3 separate regions of the Mus musculus genome follow, and all the other regions are linked to region 3. A link is a contact called in public Hi-C and HiChIP or PLAC-seq data. All regions are on one chromosome and are shown on one strand. Each heading gives the region's core, a stretch centred on a gene start, on an enhancer-like site or on the middle of the called end of the contact. The rest is flanking DNA. Distances are from core to core; before and after follow the strand shown. Region 1 holds the start of Emcn (endomucin). Region 2 overlaps Gm5105 (predicted gene 5105). Region 3 has its middle 31 kb from the start of Mir6380.

Region 1 (3,191 bases), core at 692-3,191, 410 kb after region 3:
TCTGAGTTGGAGGCCAGCCTGGTCTACAAAGTGAGTTCCAGGACAGCCAGGGCTATACAGAGAAACCCTGTCTTGAAAAAAACAACCCCCCCCCCCAAAAAAAAAGAAAAGAAAAGAAAACATCTGTGGGCCATTCTGTGTAGTCCTCCTTGGTAGCTTCTTTCTTACAGTCCCAGGAGGGAGACAAGTCCCCTGGCCCTCTTCCTCTTTGTTTGCAGGATGTGCAGTCCAGTCAGCATTTAAAAAGTGCTGGCAGCCTGCTGCACAGTCTAAGGTGTGTAGATCCCAATGGTGAAGAGCCTCAGCTTGGGCTCTCAGAGTTGATATTAACGAGGCACACGATTTTGAGCAGTAAGTCGTAGAGTTGACATTTTCAACTGTTCTAAGACATACTGAAGAGTAACTTAGAAGCAGGTCGTCAGTCTCATGGGCACTTTTGTAAAACCCCAAGTTCTCAGTCTCTCTTATAACTTTCTGGAGAAATGCAGGATAGGAGACTGTATGATGCTTCAGACTTATCCTCAGTTTATAACAGTATTTTTAAAAATTACTGGCAAAATGTAAACTCAAGTTGGACCAGTGATTTTTATTATTTTCTACGTTTGATTGTTTTTATAAATTAAAATCTTTTAGGCAGTAAATTTTGGAAAAAGAGACAGGCAAATAAAATTAGAACTGAGTTTTCTGGATTACTTCCCCCCCCCCCCACACACACACACACACACAAACACATACCCTCTCACAGTGCACGCCGCCCGTCCCCTAGAGTCAGAGCAAATCTTTCCCAAATGCTTCTTTGGGTAGCGTGCATTTTAGCTTTCATACTTATTAAATCTGTCTAATACTAGAATCACTCACGTCTTTCTCTCAATAGTACATTTACCACTGTGGGCAAGGAAATCACCTTATTCATTTTTATGTTCTTCTCCTTACCCAGCACAGGACCCTAATAAGCTATTACATTTAACTGTGGTTTATTTCGTATTACTTAAGAATAGTTAGAAATAAAAGTGAACATTGTCTCAACTGCCCATTAACTCAGGGTAACATGCATCTGTTTGTTTGTTTGTTTGTTTGTTTGTTTGTTTTACCTGCATAGGTGGTGGGTTTGGCTTGTTCTGAAAGTTACACAAAATATTATGTAATTATGTTTGTGTGTGCATATATTTCTGTAACAAAAGTAGATACATTTCAATGGCCACTTACCCAGTCCCCTAAGATGCTAGTGTTCGCCTAATGGTGAATCACCATTCACTTCTGCACGGAGTTTTACCTACCAGAGCTGAAAGAGAGCTGTACTGTTGGAGACTTTGGTAGCACTGTTTCCAGTGATGGACTTTCACTCTTACCCCATCCACTATTATTCTGGGCCGATGACGGAAAAGACCATAATTTTGTTTGTTTGTCGTTGTTTTAAACTAGCACATTTTAAGTCAAAATTCTATTTTTAGTCCCTAAAAAGTTAACACATTTCCTGAGACGTTCTCCGAATCCATTTAACACACTTTCAGGCCCTCACACCAGCAAACATTTCCCTTCAGTGGAAACGAACTCTCTACTTGTGGCACTGCCTCCTCCGCCTCTTTCAAACTTAACTCTGTGTACCCTGTTCAGCCAATCAAGCAGCAACTCATCAGAGAAGCCCCCGAGGATCAACTGAGCCTAGCAGCTCACCCACACCATCAGAAAAGATAAGAGGACCGTACCTTTGCCGTCCTCACTGTGGCAGAGACTGTTGGACAAAAGGAAGAAAAGAACAGTCGCTTGAAGCAGCCGCATGGTGCCTACCGATGGTCTCAGTGGCTTCACTGTCCAGGGTAAGGCAGGGAAGGATTCCTCTCAGCCTGGCCAGGCCGTATTAGCAAATGGGAAAGGTGTACTGACTGTGAGCAGACGCTGCCCATTCCTACTTATTTTGGGGATTCTGATAAAGAACTAGAGGAAATACACGCACTCCCTTTGGGAGGTCAGCAGAGAGGAGATTTATTGTTTCAGCCCCTTACAGGAACTTCTTTTTTTTTCCTCTCTCTTCCTTTGGCAGCCACTTGTGTTTTTGTTACTGCATTATTTTACTCTTCTTCAACAAAAAGGTCAGGATGGGATTTGAACAGGAAGAGACCCTTCTTGAGAAAGGGCCAGAGAGCTTTCTAACTTTTGTTTTGAAAGTGCATTTTAGAGAAGCTGTAAAGAGACCTCACCAAGTAGCCCCCCAGGTCGGCTGAAAAGGCTGTGACTTCCCAAGGTCTGGATTTGAGTACAAAATCCACAAGGAATTGCATTTCTTCTCTCTTCTCAACTCATAAGCCAAGTCAGTGAAGACCACCTTCTAGAGGCAAATACAAGTATGAACTGGATCACGTTCTGCTCTTGAGGAAGTAAGCTGGCCTCTTATTACTGCCCAGAGAGGTTTTCAAGACATTTCTTTCTTTCTTTTTAAATATTTTTATTAGATATTTTCTTCATTTACATTTCCACTGCTATTCCAAAAGTCCCCCATACCCCCCCACTCCTCTCCCCCTCCCCCTCCCACTTCTTGGCCCTGGCATTCCCCTGTACTGAGGCATATAAAGTTTGCACGACCAATGGGCCTCTCTTTCCACTGATGGCTGACTAGACCATCTTCTGATTCATATGCAGCTAGAGACACGAGCTCCGGGGGGCACTGGTTAGTTCATATTGTTGTTCCACCTATAGAGTTGCAGTTCCCTTTAGCTCCTTGGATACTTTCTCTAGCTCCTCCATTGGGGGCCCTGTGATCCATCCAATAGCTGACTGTGAGCATCCATTTCTGTGTTTGCTAGGCCCCCGGCATAGCCTCACAAGAGACAGCTATATTAGGGTCCTTTCAGCAAAATCTTGCTAGTGTGTGCAATGGTGTCAATGTTTGGAGGCTGATTATAGGATGGATCCCCGGGTATGGTAGTCTCTAGATGGTCCATCCTTTCGTCTCAGCTCCAAACTTTGTCTCAGTAACTTCTTCCACCACCGGTGTTTTGATCTCAATTCTAAGAAGGGGCAAAGTGTCCACACTTTGGTTTTCGTTCTTCTTGATTTTCATGTGTTTTGCAAATTGTATCTTGTACCTTGGGTATTCTAAGTGTCTGGGCTAATATCCACTTATCAGTGAGTACATATCATGTGAGTTCTTTTGTGATTGTGTTACCTCACTCAGGATGATGCCCTCCATGTCC
Region 2 (3,141 bases), core at 285-2,784, 300 kb before region 3:
AGAACTGGCTAGCCCTGGGTAGAGGTTCCAATCTCCTTAACTGACTGCCTTGCCTGCCGGTCCACATCTCCTTGAATGCTGAGCATAGCTTTATAAATGTACTAAGGAATAAGTGATTTGTACATCAAAGCCCTGAGTGATAATGCTGTATGGAAAAGAGACTTCAATGGAGGGCTCGGAGCTGAAGAAGCAGAAAGACAAGTTGGGAGCCTCGTGCTCTATGCTAGGTAAGAGCCAGATGGGATAGGGCCAGTGGGGAGGGTTGACCAGGAGGAAGGAGCCCAGTGCTCCCATTTCTGTTCCAGCCACCTCCATTCATTGTTAGCAATTACTTCTTCCTCACTCCACCCTAGTATGACTCTTAAATCTTACTTATAGCATCTTCTTAAAACCCAGTTTAAACCTTAATACCCACTAGAAACCATAGCTAACTTGTGCCAAATGTTTTGCCACATCTTGTTTTCCTTTACATCATGCCCAGCCTCGTGTCTGAGCATCCCCAACTCAGATCTTTACAGGGTAACACATTGTGAGGCCCTCAAGGCCAGTGAATATATTTTATTGACATTTCCTTTTTGTAATTAAACTGAGATTAATATCTGTTCATGGAAAATAACAAATCACTGACAATTACTTTAGGTCAAGTTCAAGAAATTTCCTTTGGGGAAAAAAAAAAAGGTGTATCTACCAGGGCTGTGGTAGTGCATACTTTTAATCCCAGCAGTCAGGGGCAGAGACAGGCAGATCTCTGAGTTTGAGAGTAGCCTACTACAGAGTGAGTTCCAGGACAGCCAAGGCTATATAGAGAAACTCAGTCTTGAACACCCATCCCATGGGAAAAAAAAAAAGAAATTAAAGAAAGAAAGAAAGAAAGAAAGAAAGAAAGAAAGAAAGAAAGAGAGGGAGAGAGAGAGGGAGAGAGAGAGGGAGAGAGAGAGGAAGAAAGAAAGGAAATGAAGAGAATGAAACAATGGGTATCTTTTTGTCTTAAATGGTCTTAATTTAATCATATGGCAATATCAGCTGCTGAAAAACTCATTCTTGAGCAAGCCAGACAGTTTTTAAATTAAAAAGAAAAAATTTTTTGAAGTACATGTGAAGAAATACCATTTCTGCAATTGTAAAGATTTCATATACATAAAAATCTAAGCATAAAAGCTATTGTGGCTTTTTAAAAACCAGATAAAGATTCAGGATTCCAGGCTGTCACCAATGTCCTGTGTCTCCAGCCTTGAAGATTCGTTCACAGTCTTCACCTCTAGAGAAGATTCAACCAGTTGTACCACAAGTTTGAAGCCCTGGGAAGCTGGCCAGAACTGCCCAAGAATGTCCCCCTTTGTCTCTTCCAGCCTGGATCTGTGGGTGAGTCTGCTCTGCAAACTTGAGTCTTCCATGCAAACTTTCTGACCAGCAAGGCTCTGCTTGGTCTCAGGAATCGACCCTGGAGGTGATTCCCCCGCAGGGGCCTCAGCATTCTCTCTCCTCTGCAGGGCCCTGTTAGGGAGGATCAGATGGCTCTTGGCTGACTCACAGAGCCAGGCTCCATTAGACTTGCCTCTTCTAAATTTAGAGCACTTCAGTAAACAGCACTGTGAATCTGCTGTGTGCTTGCTGGGAAGGGCATGACCACGTCCTCCCAAATCTCACACACGTATTTATAGCCTCTGGGCCTTCTTATCAAATTGTCATCAGCTTCACGTTTTACCTTAAACTTCAACCTTCAATCAGGTTGCGTTCGGTGTGGTCAATAAGTTAATTGGAGGCAAAAGACCCCTGACTCAGAGAAGGATGAATAAAAAAATAATAATAATAATAACATTGAACTGACAATTCAGTCAGGACCCTGACCGTGTCGGGCAAAGTCTGCCAGGCATCTGAGACTGATGTCCCATTGGTTGTCATGTGACACCATCACCCATCAAAGACCTAGTCAAACAAGCAGAGACAGTGTGCTGCCTGCCCAGATTCACCTGAATAGTGTCTGCAGAGCAATGATAAAGAGACAGACCCGATTTTATTGTTTGAAAAGACCCTGGTGATGAAGATGCTGTCTTTATTTTTTTTGGTTTCAGGCTCCCCTCTGGTCCAACAGAAACAGCATCTTCCTTCTCATAGCCAGTGCCTGATCTTCCAGTTTCTCTCCCCCTAAAAAACAAAGATCAGGATAGAAAGCACCGTAGGTGTGCAAAACCCAGCCTGGGTTCAGAATGGAAACCTGTGGGAATCTCGGGGTTGGTGGGGGGGGGGGGGAGGATGTGCTAAGCAGCCCCCAGTAGGTACCACCTGTGCTTTGTGGCTCCTGGTCTGAAATCTAACCCTTCTCCCCCACCGTGGGGTCTGCTGTGACTGAGGAGGATGCACAGGGCTCCATGGCATCCTATCTCCCTCCTCTACTACTTTCAAAATCTGTTAGGTTTGGAGCTTATTTGCCTACTTGCAGCCAAATCCTATTTTATTAGTTTAACATATCAATCAAGCAGATTTATAGTGGCAACTTAATAAAGAGAACCTCTCAGTCTGAAAGCAAGCCGGTCGTCGCGATGGAACGTTATTTAAACATGGAAGAACTGATAAAGCGCAGGACAAAGAGGCAAAGATGAGTGGAAATTCAGCCAGGCTTTGTATTTTGCCCTCTCTCATTTTCTCCTTTGGTCACTACCAGCAGTCTGTGTGTCCTTGGTAAGTTCCATCAGCCCTTCTTTGAAACTGGTAGAGAAATAAGATTCTGTGCATTTACAAATGAGCAGTACGATTGTAGGGGGAAACCTCCCCTGCCGTTTGCTTTAGCTTACAACATATAGATTATGTTTCTTCTTTACAAGAGGAACATGGTAGATCCTCTTGTTAGTTGTGCAAAGTGAAGCTTTTACAAATGGGCATCACCTTGTGGGGAGAACCTGAAGGTCTCATTTAATGTCACCAGTATCGATTAGCTCTGTGACCTTGGCCGCTTAACTCTGTTGAACTTCCTGTGCCTCTGTTTACTAAGACCTGCTTCACAGACTCATCATGGTCACTTGAGATCACTGTGTGTTGCCAGCCTACTCATTTGCCAGTCCAGTGACTGTTCATCGTGTTCCAGGAAGATGGATGTGTTTGGTGCTGATGCTGCAATCCACAGAGCTCATGTACTCTCCATTT
Region 3 (3,401 bases), core at 185-2,684:
TTTTTTTTGCTTGATGTTTTATCATATCAACAGAAGGCAAACCAGTGCAGGAGGCTGCCTATAACTGGTTGAAGGATGGGGCTGTTGATGATGGACTGAACTCCCTGCTTTCTGTGACAAAACATATACACCTGTTATGTGTGGTGGCTTAGGTATGAATGCACAGAACTCAGAAGGCAGATGCAGGACAACCAGGAGTTCAAGGCCAGACTGGGCTTCAGGGAACCAATATGTTTCAAAATAAATAAGTGAACAAATAAATACTCGTTCAGTTTGTTGATGTGGTGGTTTGTAACAGGAGCTCAGAGTTCAGAGATAGCTAATGGCTTCCTGTTTCCTTAATCAAACATTACCAAGTTACATTTCTGGTGTGTGTGTATGTGTAACTGTGTGTTTATGCATGTGTGTATGTGTGTGTATATGTTTGTGTGTATGTGTGTAACTGTGTGTTTATGCATGTTTGTATGTGTGTGTATATGTTTGTGTGTGTATGTGTAACTGTGTGTTTATGCATGTGTGTATGTGTGTGTATATGTTTGTGTGTGTCTGTGTGTGTCTGTGTGTGTGATGTGTATGACTGTGTGTCTATGTATGTGTGTGTGTACACGTGTGTGTATGTTTCTGGTTGTGTTGGGATGTGAGTGAATGTTGTCTCCTGTGAACCACAGTGCTTCATTGGCAGGTGGAGGTCTGCAGAACGCGTCTTCTTCCTCTCACCTGCTGAAGTAAGGCAGCGTGTACAAAATATTTCTCCTCTCCAGATCTGCCTGCTGTCGAGTCAGAATCATTTATTATTTATTCCTCAGCACGATAGAGCTTAACTGCTTATTTTCGGCATGATTCGTGAAATAGACACAGGAAGTAGAAAGGCGGGAGCTGTAACTGCCTCCTGTTTGTTGTTTTGTTGTTGAGCAAGGCTGTTGGAGACTCTGGTCCACGCCTTGTCTTAAGTCTGTGGAGTGGATCTAACACAGGGCCTCATTTGCAGTGTCAGCCAGGCTGTCGCCATGAGAAGCTGGCTCACGGAGGGCAGTCTAAATCTCTCTCCTCTGCTGCAGTCTGCTTTCTTTGTGAAGACTGCTAAGAACATTCCAGAACTCTCTCCAAATATTGAAGTCCTTATCACTTCCTAAACTGGATGTTTGTTCAGGTCTGCCACAAAGCAGTACCAGTACTCTCTCATCAGCAGCTTTCTGTGACCGTGACCGTGCTGGGAAACTCTCCATACCCTGGGAAGAGAAGGAGGACAAGTATGGAAGTCCCATTAGTTATCTATTCGGAGGCTCCTGGCTTTGTTTTCTTAAAGGAAACAACTCGACTGAGTACCACGAGAGGGCGCCAGTGGGCTATGTTAGCGCTGGCGAGGCACTGCACTCCGGCATCCTCCCCACTCCCATTCCTTCCCACACTGCGGGGGGCAAAAACAACCCGGGGGCGCTGACGTCAGCTAGCCGGAGGCGCCTGCCTCTGTACCCATAGGTATAGTTAATCCCCCAGGAGTGAGGCCGGTGCTTTCTCTGGCAGCCCAATTTTCAGCTTAAATCATTGCCCTAATCTTATTTTAATGTGCATTGGGGCCCTGGCGGCTAGAGTGGGTGGCAGGGGAACAGCATTTAACATCCTTTGGAGTTTGGATTGTGCCGGACACTTCTTAAGCACTTGGGTGGGACAGAGAGACTTAATCTTGCAGCTGCAATCGACCTCAGTAGCCTTTGCCTTATTTGGCAAATTTAATTGGCAACGTTAATTTTGGGGGTTGGGGCTGGGGTAGAAGAGAAGGAAAGGAACACATGTGAAATACTAATATGCGCTGTATGCTTCACAGCGACTGTACGAAGTTGTTAAAAATGCTCAGTTTAGCAGAGACATTGAGAGAGATCAGAGCCTTCAGTCAGACAGCTTGCAATTGGCCCGTGGAGCCCTCCATTGGCCAGTCCCAGAACCACAGTCTGGGATCTGCTACCTGTGCGGCTTGCCTCTCTCTTGGGAGGCAGAGGCAGGCCAATTTCTGAGTTCTAGGTCAGCCTGGTCTACAGAGTGAGTTCCAGGACAGCCAGGGCTATAAGGAAAAACCCTGTCTCGAAAAACCAAAACCAACCAACCAAAACAAAAAACACACCCCCCAAACAAACAAACAAACAAAAACATCCCATCATCAACAACAACAAATCAAAACCAAAACAAAAAAAAAAGTTTTACAGGAAACTTGGCAAGAATGGAACAAAACCCACATTCCAAGGGGAACTAGCCCTTTTCAGGACAGTAGAATAAAGTCTAAATTTAACCACTCAGATGTGAGTTAACCAGCAGTTGTCTACAATGTATCTTGCCTGACTCAGAGGGTCCAATGTGCTTACAACAAAGTAGCAGAAAAGCACTGGCTAGCCGAAGGGCGGGCGTTGTTTGATTGGTGTGACATCCACCGGCTGTATTTACATCAAGTAAATGAAGAGAAGAGAGCAGTTTATCTGATGACATGGCTCGTCATCACATTGCAGGCACCAAAAAGGGGTATAGTGACCCGGGACATGGGGTGTGAGGGGAGTGACACAGTGCCCAGGGCAGTGTCTATAAATGGTGAGTCAGAATTCAATGATGCTTTCAGAACGGCGATGGGCCCACTGCCTGCATCCCAGACTTCTTCAGCTTAAGCCCACATCCCAGATAAGTAAATGAAGTCCGTGCACTAAAAGCATAAACCAAGAAATCAAACTGTAGGCACTTCACAGACCAAAGCACCTCATGAAGGTGCCATGACTCCGAAGTCGGACAGAGAGCCATTAATGTCCTATGGGGCATTAATACATGTTTTTTTTTCCTTCAGGCTTTCTTTTGCTGTTTTGACAGGAGCTGCTTCACCTTCAGGGATTTTTGTTTCATTCTTGAAAAGCTTCATGTAAAACTATGAATAGTCCATTTGGTCAGAGTCCTCAAAGTCAAACTAGAAAGTGAGGCGCAGTGCAGCGAGCCGAGCCCAGTGAGGACCGAGTTAGAACCAGAAGGACCGGTGGTCAAATCCCATGCTCTGTAGTTTTTAGTCACTTGCCTGTGAGTGAAATCTTCACAGTGGTGATGGTTCAGCTTCTTTGTCAACTTGACTGGGTTTAGAATCACACCCTTGGGTGTGTCTGTGAGGGTGTTTCCAGAAATGTTTAAGTGAGATGGGAAGGACTACCCTGAGTATGTCCAGCTCTCCCATAGGCTGGGATCTGATTGAACACAAAGGAGAAATTGGAGCCTGGGTGTGTGTGTGTGTGTGTGTGTGTGTGTGTCGGGGATGAGAGAGGGCACAGCAGTTAAGAGCACTTACTGCTCTTGCAGACGGTCAGACTTTGCTTCCTGCCACCATACTGGCAGCTCACATTGCCAGTAATTCTGGTTTCAGGTGACTTAATGCCTCT

Evidence for each region. Hi-C and Micro-C count contacts between places; a contact is called where the count stands out from the background. HiChIP or PLAC-seq counts read pairs in DNA pulled down with a chosen protein or histone mark.
Region 1: a contact with region 3 is called in a Hi-C map of uterus, with 3 times the contacts expected there. The contact joins the promoter of Emcn here to the enhancer-like site in region 3. A contact is called at or near these places in 10 of 39 promoter capture datasets (the 3T3-L1 cell line, embryonic stem cells, hippocampal neurons and 2 more) and 1 of 484 Hi-C or Micro-C datasets (uterus).
Region 2: a contact with region 3 is called in a FOXA1 HiChIP or PLAC-seq map of pancreatic cancer cells. The contact joins two enhancer-like sites. A contact is called at or near these places in 1 of 39 promoter capture datasets (embryonic stem cells), 1 of 115 datasets of contacts at active chromatin or transcription factors (pancreatic cancer cells) and 2 of 9 other capture datasets (embryonic stem cells and liver).

The regions. Positions count from the first base shown.
Region 1 is chr3:137,339,828-137,343,018 of GRCm38.p6, reverse strand. It overlaps Emcn (endomucin), which reads right to left and starts at 1,941. Exons shown (of 12, transcript NM_001163522.1): 1 at 1,707-1,941. The coding sequence starts at 1,779.
Region 2 is chr3:138,052,519-138,055,659 of GRCm38.p6, reverse strand. Gm5105 (predicted gene 5105) reads left to right here. Exons shown (of 4, transcript NR_037975.1): 2 at 1,230-1,362; 3 at 3,083-3,141. Among named protein-coding and RNA genes, the nearest start is that of 1110002E22Rik, 8.2 kb to the left of the region's middle. Within about 2 kb of position 1,534, at least 88 of the 459 cell types and tissues checked have an H3K27ac peak or open chromatin away from gene starts, as enhancers often do. A contact at or near this core is called in pancreatic cancer cells, where this site is marked.
Region 3 is chr3:137,751,049-137,754,449 of GRCm38.p6, reverse strand. No RefSeq gene overlaps it. Among named protein-coding and RNA genes, the nearest start is that of Mir6380, 31 kb to the left of the region's middle. Within about 2 kb of position 1,434, at least 96 of the 459 cell types and tissues checked have an H3K27ac peak or open chromatin away from gene starts, as enhancers often do. A contact at or near this core is called in hippocampal neurons, pancreatic cancer cells and uterus, where this site is marked.